3 separate regions of the Mus musculus genome follow, and all the other regions are linked to region 1. Evidence: chromatin contacts called from public HiChIP or PLAC-seq and promoter capture Hi-C data. All regions are on one chromosome and are shown on one strand. Each heading gives the region's core, a stretch centred on a gene start, on an enhancer-like site or on the middle of the called end of the contact. The rest is flanking DNA. Distances are from core to core; before and after follow the strand shown.

The links. Promoter capture Hi-C pulls out the DNA fragments that hold promoters and counts their contacts. HiChIP or PLAC-seq counts read pairs in DNA pulled down with a chosen protein or histone mark.
Region 2: a contact with region 1 is called in a promoter capture Hi-C map of cranial neural crest. The contact joins the enhancer-like site here to the promoter of Cep290 in region 1. A contact is called at or near these places in 6 of 39 promoter capture datasets (the 3T3-L1 cell line, the C10 cell line, cranial neural crest and 3 more) and 2 of 9 other capture datasets (adipose tissue and pancreatic islet).
Region 3: a contact with region 1 is called in an H3K27ac HiChIP or PLAC-seq map of large pre-B cells, with 4 times the contacts expected there. The contact joins the enhancer-like site here to the promoter of Cep290 in region 1. A contact is called at or near these places in 5 of 39 promoter capture datasets (the C10 cell line, cranial neural crest, liver and 1 more), 2 of 115 datasets of contacts at active chromatin or transcription factors (embryonic forebrain and large pre-B cells) and 1 of 9 other capture datasets (adipose tissue).

The regions. Positions count from the first base shown.
Region 1 is chr10:100,485,721-100,488,842 of GRCm38.p6, reverse strand. Cep290 (centrosomal protein 290) reads right to left here and starts at 1,261. Exons shown (of 54, transcript NM_146009.3): 1 at 1,091-1,261; 2 at 435-564; 3 at 204-281. The coding sequence starts at 536. Tmtc3 (transmembrane and tetratricopeptide repeat containing 3) reads left to right here and starts at 1,496. Exons shown (of 14, transcript NM_001110013.1): 1 at 1,496-1,681.
Region 2 is chr10:99,242,710-99,245,707 of GRCm38.p6, reverse strand. No RefSeq gene overlaps it. Among named protein-coding and RNA genes, the nearest start is that of Gm34777, 11 kb to the right of the region's middle. Within about 2 kb of position 1,402, at least 62 of the 459 cell types and tissues checked have an H3K27ac peak or open chromatin away from gene starts, as enhancers often do.
Region 3 is chr10:99,131,995-99,134,816 of GRCm38.p6, reverse strand. The region is part of intron 4 of Poc1b (POC1 centriolar protein B); the gene reads right to left. Among named protein-coding and RNA genes, the nearest start is that of Galnt4, 25 kb to the right of the region's middle. Within about 2 kb of position 1,321, at least 26 of the 459 cell types and tissues checked have an H3K27ac peak or open chromatin away from gene starts, as enhancers often do.

The sequences.
Region 1 (3,122 bases), core at 12-2,511:
TTTTTCTATATGCTTTTACCTTAATGTAAAGAATACATATTCTTTCTCAGTATTTATTTATGAAGAATCTAGAATCCTCTTATCATTTCATGTATAGCTTATAGGGGAGAGATTTTGTATTTTATTTGACCATATGATTCTTTATGACTCTTTATGTTTCTCCTAAAAAATATTTCTTTTCCTACACACTCTTTCCTACAAACCTTCATTAGAGACTGGGTAATTCTGAATAGATGTATCATGTTTTCTTGGTCTTCATTTTTTAGTTCATTTACTTCCACCTAAGGAAACAAACACACAAAAAATGGACTATTTCATACCCTGCACATTAAATACAAGCACTCTTCCAGTTATAGCATTCAATGATTTCAAGAAGCAATTTCAATTCATGACATTGTACATCAGGCTCTGTGTACAAATCATTTATTAAGTACCTTGGATAAAGATATCAATAATTTATCTGCTAACTCTTCTTGCCGTGGCAGGTCATCTGGATCAACTTTGATTAATTCTTTCCACTTTATATTAGGTGGCATCTTGAATTCTTTCACTGTCTCTCAGCCTCTACAAAGAAGCAGGTGGATTTTAGCATTTTCAAGGAAAATGGCCTTGCAGTGTTTACATGATCATGAGCGGTCTTACTTAACTCTCTAGGTGCTGGCTAAGAGCTATGGCTCCTGAACTGCAAAACAGATGCAGAGGCAAACAGCCTCGACGAAAATTAGTTCCCCTGACACAGGCTATACGATAATGTACACGCTAAATTATTATTTTCTTGCTAAGACGAATTCGGAGCTAAAACCCCGAGGCCCCTTTTCCAAGTCCCCTACCATCAATGATGGTACCAACTCCCAAGATGTTTGGAAGTTTTTGAAAACCTTCTGAGGAAAGGGGACCAGAGGATTTTTAAAGTAGATAAAAAGACTGAGCTAAATGAAGTGTTTGCGGAATCAAGCTCAATCAGGGAGGCCGAGACGACACTGCAGACAAGAGCGACAGAGGTCTGGATAGGTAGGGCTGCACCCTGTCCCTCGGGATTACGATCCTGTGAACGACACTAAGCGGCTCCGGCTCACGAGGATCCACCCACCGAAACCAAGACCTGCCACCAGCAGCAGTCACTCATCTACAGCGACCACCTCCGGGTTCGGCCACCGCCCCGGCCTCACGCTTCCCAGAGCGGTCCTCGCGCACTCAGGCTGCTCCCGCCAACTCTTCCCGACCGAGCCGAAGCGGCGCCGGCTGCTAGGCGACACCACTCCCCGCCCCCCAGCCTGCCAAGACCGGAACTAGGCCCCGGGATACCTGGGAAGACTACATTTCACGACCCTGGAAAAAGCTTTACGGCTCTATTTCCCCTCCAAGCCCTCCTTACTGTGGATGAGGGAGAGCCGTGAGATGAGGACTCTACGTCCCAGAGTGCAGTTCGGCGTCGCGGCTGTGCATCCTGGGATTGGAAGTTTTTGGGAAGAGCGGCGCGTTCCCGGCGTGCAATGCGGGAGTCTGCGGCCGCCCTGGAAGAGCTGGGGGAAGGCTCGGGAGGCGGGAGGAGCGGCTGCTAAGGTGCGGCCGCCCCGGAGTCCGAGCGTGGCAGGCTATGACTGTGTTTTCTGCGGAGTCCTTCTCCGGTCCACCATCCCAGAAGCTTTCCTGAACCGTCTCCTGGCGGAGCCGCCCTCAGGTGAGGTCGGGGCGTGTCAACCCACAGCCAGGAGTAGCTCAGGGAACCTTTGCGTTTTTAGGGAAGCGCTAGCTTGGGGCTGCCGAAGGGCTGGCGGATCTTGCAGAGGTTTGGGAAAGAGTCCTCCGGCTACTCAGGTAGGTGCGAGGGGCTCCCAGTTAGTGGCTTCCCTAAGAGGGGAGTCAATAAAAGTTTCCAGCCTCCTTGGTGTCTGGGAAAGTGGAGCGCCCCCACCCCCACCGCACCCCCTGAGTTCACGCTCTGGTTGAGTGAAGAAGGAGCGTCAAGATGGGGCAGCCTCCTGCAGCAGCTTGCGGATTGTAGTGCTTATTAGGTTAATAAGAGTGGAGTGAAGGCCAAGGAAAGAGGAGCCTTAGTGCGCCCAAGGCTCTTAAGCCGGGCTGGAGGGAGGGAGGAGGGCCATGCCAAGCGATGGCATTTTGCTGTCATTTGCTGGGTACCAAGGGAGTTCTTGGGGGAAAGTGCCTTCTCCTTCTCAGATGTTAATCTTCTTACTCAGGGAACTGTTGCCAAATGCACAGCTATTCTACACCAGCAGGTAACTTTAGGAGCTGTAAGCATCTATTTGAAAGAGTGCGTCTCGTATATATGTATGAATGTATGTATGTATGTATACGTGGATAGATATATAAGGTACTTATACATATCATACATAATAGATATTAAGTAATTAAAAGAAAAATGTAGACAGTTACATTTTTCTTTTGAAAAGATTTCTGCGGTTGAGAAAAACAAATAGCACAAAAAAATGGTATTTGAAACAAATTTTAAAGACGTTCTTCAGATTTGTAGGCCTGATTGCAGTGTTTGCTTTATTTCTAAATACTGTTTAGTTTTGGAATTATTCTTTGTGGAGATACAGCAGTATTATCCGCATTGTCCATCTAAGAGATTGAAGCTCGGAGAGGTTAAACGCTGTTTTCTTATTTAATGTGATGAACACAATCATTCATTCTACAAGCTAATGTTTGTGAAATGCGTGATATAGTTGCACTTCCCAGTTTCTCTTTTAAACGTTAATACTAAGCTTTACTTGTGTTTTGCACATTTAATTTTATGGCTTCATTTACTCAAGAGTTTGAATTATTTTTCCTGTTCATTTTGTCAGTAGTACTAAGAAATGAGACTAGTATTTATTAAACACATGTAATATGTTCACTAGTATACTACCTTAAGAATTTGCTGTTTTTAATCACAATACCTTGATTTTTTTGTATGATTTTAATACATATTTTCTATTACTCATTTACTATTTTTGTGTCATTTTATTGGTCTCTCCACCCCTGTTTCTCTTCATGTTCGTAATATCTTCAAGTAATAAATTGTATTCTCTTCAGAAGGGAGAAGTTCAAAGTCATTTATTAGTAACTGATGAAGCTAGGATTGTATATCTCAGTGAAAGTAACAACTTAAGTATATT
Region 2 (2,998 bases), core at 153-2,652, 1.2 Mb after region 1:
CTTTCCTCTGCTGGGACTGTAGCTCAGCTGCAGAGCACTTACCTAGCCCTGTCTGGGTTCAACCAGCAAACAGAAAAACAAACGCAATTTCTTTCTTCTGAGCTACCTACTCCTATTCTTTACCTATTTCTAAGTGGATTTTTAATATTATTTTTATACCTTAATAGGTAACCATAGTGGTATGTTCCTTATAGCCAGCAGATTTAAATACCATGAATCAACCATTAGTTTCACAGAGGAAAAAATAAAGGTAGAGTTATTCAACTATCTTCAAGGACACTTTAAGACATAATCCAATGGCTGGCTTTTCCTTTCTCTTTCCAATATCAAATTGCAATGGAGAGTATCCTTATCCTTTAGATTCTCTGTCGGGTTTATTTGTCTTATTTCAAAGTTCATCGTAAACTATGTCTCAGTTGTAGATTATTCTTTCCAAGAGTACTGAGGGATTTAAGTTCTTAAGTTAAGATCATTAATGTTCCAACCTGAATCACTGGTTCCTCCTTAGTGGGTGTAGGAAAGAGAAAGTGATACTTCAGGTATCCGAGGGCCTTAATTCTCCCCCTCTACCCTCAAGAAAATAAAGATACCATCTCGCCCATTTAGAAGGGAGTGGGGGGGGGGAGGAGTCCCTTTGCTTCCGGGAAGGTTTTAAGTGTCTGTTTACAATCCCTACATATCATCTTTCGTTTGCCAGCTGAAATATACACAAAGTGGAAAGGGAAGATTCCTGAGTGAGAAAGCTTTTAAATACTACATTGGCCAGATTTGTCTGAGGACAGAAGTGGGTGGGGGTCACTACTAGAGAAGCAGCCAGCCTCCTATGCAGCGGTTATACAGAGGGAGGCAAGTGTGTTTGTCAGCACTGCGGCTGGGGCTTCTGTAAGGAGCTCCACTAGGCCAGACTAGCCAGAAACGACTGAAGCAATGAATTATCTGCTAGCATACAAACATATTTGACTTTTCTTCTTTTGGTGACAGACATTAATCCCTGGGCTCCACACATGGTAAATAAACATGTCCTAGGCACTGGGCTTAAACTCAGGCCAATGAGATTAAAGTCCCAGATAAATTAGATGAGAGTCAAATCCTTGACACAGAGACAATTTCCCTGAATCAACTCTGCCTCACCTTAATAAGGATTCTAGATTGATCAACATCCACATCATCAGTAAAAACAAACAAACAAACAAACAAACAAAAACCCCGACTGTTGTCAAGAAGCCAAGTTGAAGGGAGATAGATATAGATGCATATAATTCTATGCAAACATTCTGGAAAATAAAAGCCTTAGGCTACACTGGGAGGTGAACTTCCAAGGCTGTAAAGTACAAGAGAGAGGTGAGGCAGGAATAAAAATGCTGGGTGGGGACATAGAGGACCTGATCCTGTAACTCTGTAAGCAAACACAGTCATGGCTGTGTCAGTCCGGAGAGTTACCTTGACGACCTGTGGAGTTTGGGAAGGAGTAATAGAGAAAGGAAAGAAGAGAATTTTCTTCTTGAACTCTGATCCCTTGATTTAAATGTTAACTTCCCTATACTTTTGGGTTGTTACTCAGCCACTTAAGACAGAGGGTGGAGAAGCAAGATTACAGGTCTCACGGAGGTGCCTGTAGGAGAAGGGAGGGAGGGAGAGAGGGAAGCAGCCATAATGTGTGAGGTATGCAGGCCCATTCTTGCCACACCTGTGTCCTGAAGCCTTCAAGGCTCCTACAACTGCAGGCCAAGCCCCACTCTCTCCTCTGGTCACTTGGGAAACTGCTAAGGCTCAGGGTTTACGGGAAGCTAAGAAAGTTCGAGAAGCACAAACACTGGTCTGTTTTAGTCATGCACTGAAACTATAAAAAAAAAATAATTAAGGGCTGACAATGAGTGTCTTTGTGGGATCAGTCTGAAAGATTCTTCAGCTAGAAAGTCACTACATCATAATGACGATGGGGGTGGAAATTCTACTCTTAGCAGGATTTACGATCGTGATGTACAACTTAGGAAATGTCTTCTACAGCCCTGCTTATTGATTTGTGTGCTGAGTTTATGGAGACTTAATCAGACGATGCTTATTATTTGTCATTAAACGTAGCTGGGCATGAATGTGTACATGTGGAGGCCGAGGGTAGATGTCATGTAGTTTATTCCTCTCCACCTTGTTTTTGAGACTAAGTTTCTCACTGTACTTGAAGCTCATCTATTTGGCAAGACCAGCCAGCCAGCAAGGCCCAGGGGTGCCCCTGTCTCTGCTGATACATTTCTGGGACACAGATGCACTTTGCTATTCCTGTTTTTTGTTTTTTGTTTTTAATGTGGGTGCTTGGACCCACACTGAGAAGTTCACGCATATACAGCAAGCCATCTCCTCGGTCCCTTAAGAGTGTCTTTTAAGCTGTCCATTAGTCAAATAAGTTTTAAACCACAGCACTTGGTTTCCAAGTCACGAATAATAGCTTGTGCTAAGACATATCCCAAACTCTAGAAACGCATTTTATCAAAATACCTATCACCTTAAGGAGAACAGGACAAAAACACTTCTGCATACCTGTGTGCTGTGATATTCGTCTGGAGGCCAGATGGTAATGGCAGAAATAGAGAGAAAGCAGTCAAGACACTCGTTAAATGAGTACATCCATGTAGAAGTAAAATAATTACGGCCTTTTCTCTAGCGTATATGTGAATGGCATCTGGGAATTTAAATGAAAGAAAGAAAGGGCAAAATGAAGCCTTCTGAGACAGGATCTTTCCAACTCTCCGCTGCTGTGAGCTCTCGAAATTTAGTCCAGCTATTCAAACAAAATGACTCCGGTTGCCTGCGTGCGTACATTGGGGAGCTAACTCTAGTGTGCTTTCTGGTCAGTACTTGTGCGCCAGCATGCAGAACTTTTGTCTTCCTGTTCTTTCCACATACAGACCACCACAAGCTCCCGGTGGAACAAAGTGGGATTTTCTGCTTAACCTAGACTTTCCCCTGAAAGCCCAGTCCAGCTTTTCTAGAAGCATCTGCC
Region 3 (2,822 bases), core at 72-2,571, 1.4 Mb after region 1:
TTATATATAATAGATGGTGTTAAGGATGCATAATCAGGGCTAGGCAGCGGTGGTGCACGCCTTTAATCCCACACTTGGGAGGCAGAGGCAGGCAGATTTCTGAGTTCAAGGCCAACCTGGTCTACAGAGTGAGTTCCAGGACAACCAGGGTTACTCAGAGAAACCCTGTCTTGAAGAAAAAAAAAAAAAAGGATGTATAATCAACTTCTAGATATTACCAAGGAACACAAAAATAACAGAGTAAATCCAAAATGTCAATAAAGGAGGGAAGAAATGTGGGAGACAAGCAATATTCAGCTGAAAGGAGAGCAGGAAATAAGTGAAATCAACGTAATAAGGAAATAAATACCTTGGCAGGGCGCTCGGCTAATCACAGGACCACTCACTAGCATGTACAGCGTGATCTGAAACTGGCAAGGAGAGATTCCAGCTGTGCACGATGACCCATCCTTACAATCTCAGCACCAGGTAGGCTGAGGCAGGACGAGCGTGAATTTAAGGCCAATCTGGGCACATAGTGAGAACCGTTTCAAAACAAAACAAGATTAAAAAATGCAAAAATTGCAGGTATAACTACTTAGAAATAAAATGACCTTTGGTAGTCCAGTACATAAAATACATTAAATAGATGACCGTTACTACCTTCATTGCATTCACCCAAATTATACATAACGACTTGAGTATCACATAAAAGTGACTCCGGTATAGCTCCAGGAAGAAGTCATGGAACACAAGGGCAATTGATGGCTGTCACTTGCTGATTCACACTATATGAAGGAACTACCCCAACTGTATTCATTCTATTCGAGAGTAGACTGAGGCCCAGAAAGGTTAAGTTGTATGCCTGGGGTCACATGCTTCCTTCTTGTAATGGCTCTGTGTCGTCTGTCTACTCAAACCTGCTGATGGTACTGCATCCCTGAGGGGGGAGTCGACTTCAACAGGAAGAAGGTGCCCAGCAACAGCAAGAGGCAAAGAGCAGTAGCAGCCAGCGTGTCTGCACCCTGGCTACAGGCTTAGCCGACCAGTGGAGCCGATGATTCTGTGTCCTTGGCATGGACACATAAGAGGCTCACTCTCTGAACGAGAAAACTGTTCTTGGAGACTTTCCCAATGAACCCCTCTTGCTTTAGTCCAGGGTTCAGTAAGCAACCTTCTGTACAGTATTCTGACATTGTTGGCAAAGAAGGCCCTAAGGAAGGCCTGCGAAAGGTCTAGAGCCTTTGGCAGCTGGCAGCGCCCGCCATTAGAACTCCGTAAGCTGCTTCCGTTCGGGCTCTGCTCAGTGTTTAAGCACAACTCAGTTCCTGCCGCGCTCTCGCTCCTCAACAGACCGAAATAAGGACCTTAAGCCATAGAGACCTTTTCAGTTCTGCTTTAGGACAATCTCGTCAAGGCTGGGTTCTCAAACAAGATATCCTGAGCAGTCAGGGACTCAATGGCCACCTAGACATTCCTCTTAACATTTCTGTTCTAACGGCAATAAGATGATCCAACATTTAAAAACGGGTATAAAAAGACTGCAAGAGTGCTGGAGAGCAGGCACATGGAAAGTTGCCCTGAGGTGAAATCCATTAACTTTCACCAGATTATTTACCAAGGACTATTCCTCGGGGTGGGGAGGGCCATGCGGTTCCACTAGTCACCCCAAGTAGCATGAAAGCAAGCGGTGTTGAAGGTCCCTCAGAGCCGCAGGTACCAGCAAGCCAAGGTAATCCACCACAGTTGGGTGTGTGAGGAAACACGGTTGGTCTGAGCAGGACTCGGCCAAAGGTTCCAGGAACAGGTGGAGCTGTGTAAATCCTTGGCTAACACGCACACATGATAGATAGGGGGAGTTTCTATTAAAGGCTCACGGAAACAACCTTGTCACAAAGAAACTCTCAAATCCTGCCACCAAAGTTAGCTGAGAGCACAGATCAGCATCTGCCTACACTTGACTTAGCCCACCACATTTCTGGGCAATTATTCTGAGCCCTCCTTAGCCCTAAAGACCGTGGTCCTTGCACTGCAGGGGAACTTTTCAAATGCCCTGTCCAGGTACCCGTGTCACTAGCTTCCTCTGCTCAGTCGGGCTTGGGCTCCAAAGTCAAATTAGTAACTATGACTTCTCCAACCTGGTGTGTGTGTGTGTGTGTGTGTGTGTGTGTGTGTGTGTGTTTTAATGTATTTGCTATTTGTCTCCCTAGGCAGAAGAGGCCCTGCCAGCACAGGGTTGCCCTGTTTCTGCTCCTCTTATACCCACAACAGAATTTGGAACAGCGCCTGGCAAGACAGCGCAGCAAGCTAAAATACTTGTAACTCTTAAGTCTAACAGGGGAGGAGACCTTATGCTAAAAGACTTCCGGGGCACTGGGACAGCAGCAGGCTCCAGCTGTTGCAGAAAGCCCCGCAGAGCAGGATCAGAGGGGAAGGCTTGCAGCAGGTGCAGAGACTCAGGATTCAGCTGTGCTGTGGAGGAGCCCTGCACAGCTGTGCGAAGGCAACTGAATGGTGAAAGGGACAAAGAGTGACAGTTTGTCACAGAAGGAAAACATGAGCCTGGCTAAGGAGCCACCCACGGGTCCAGGCTGGGAAACAGCATGGTTAGATCTGCCTTTTACAGAAGCAGTGACAAGTGCAGAGGTAGGTGTGTGTGTGAGGGAGAGAGAGCATGTGTGAGTGTGCATGCACATGTGTGTGTGTGTATGGTGCATATGTGTGGAGAGGTATTGGAGTGTGTATGCATGTGTGTATGTGTGTATAGCATATGTGTATAGCATATGTGTATATGTGTGCGTATGTGTGTGCGCACGTATACAGAAGATTCTGTGGCACAGAGA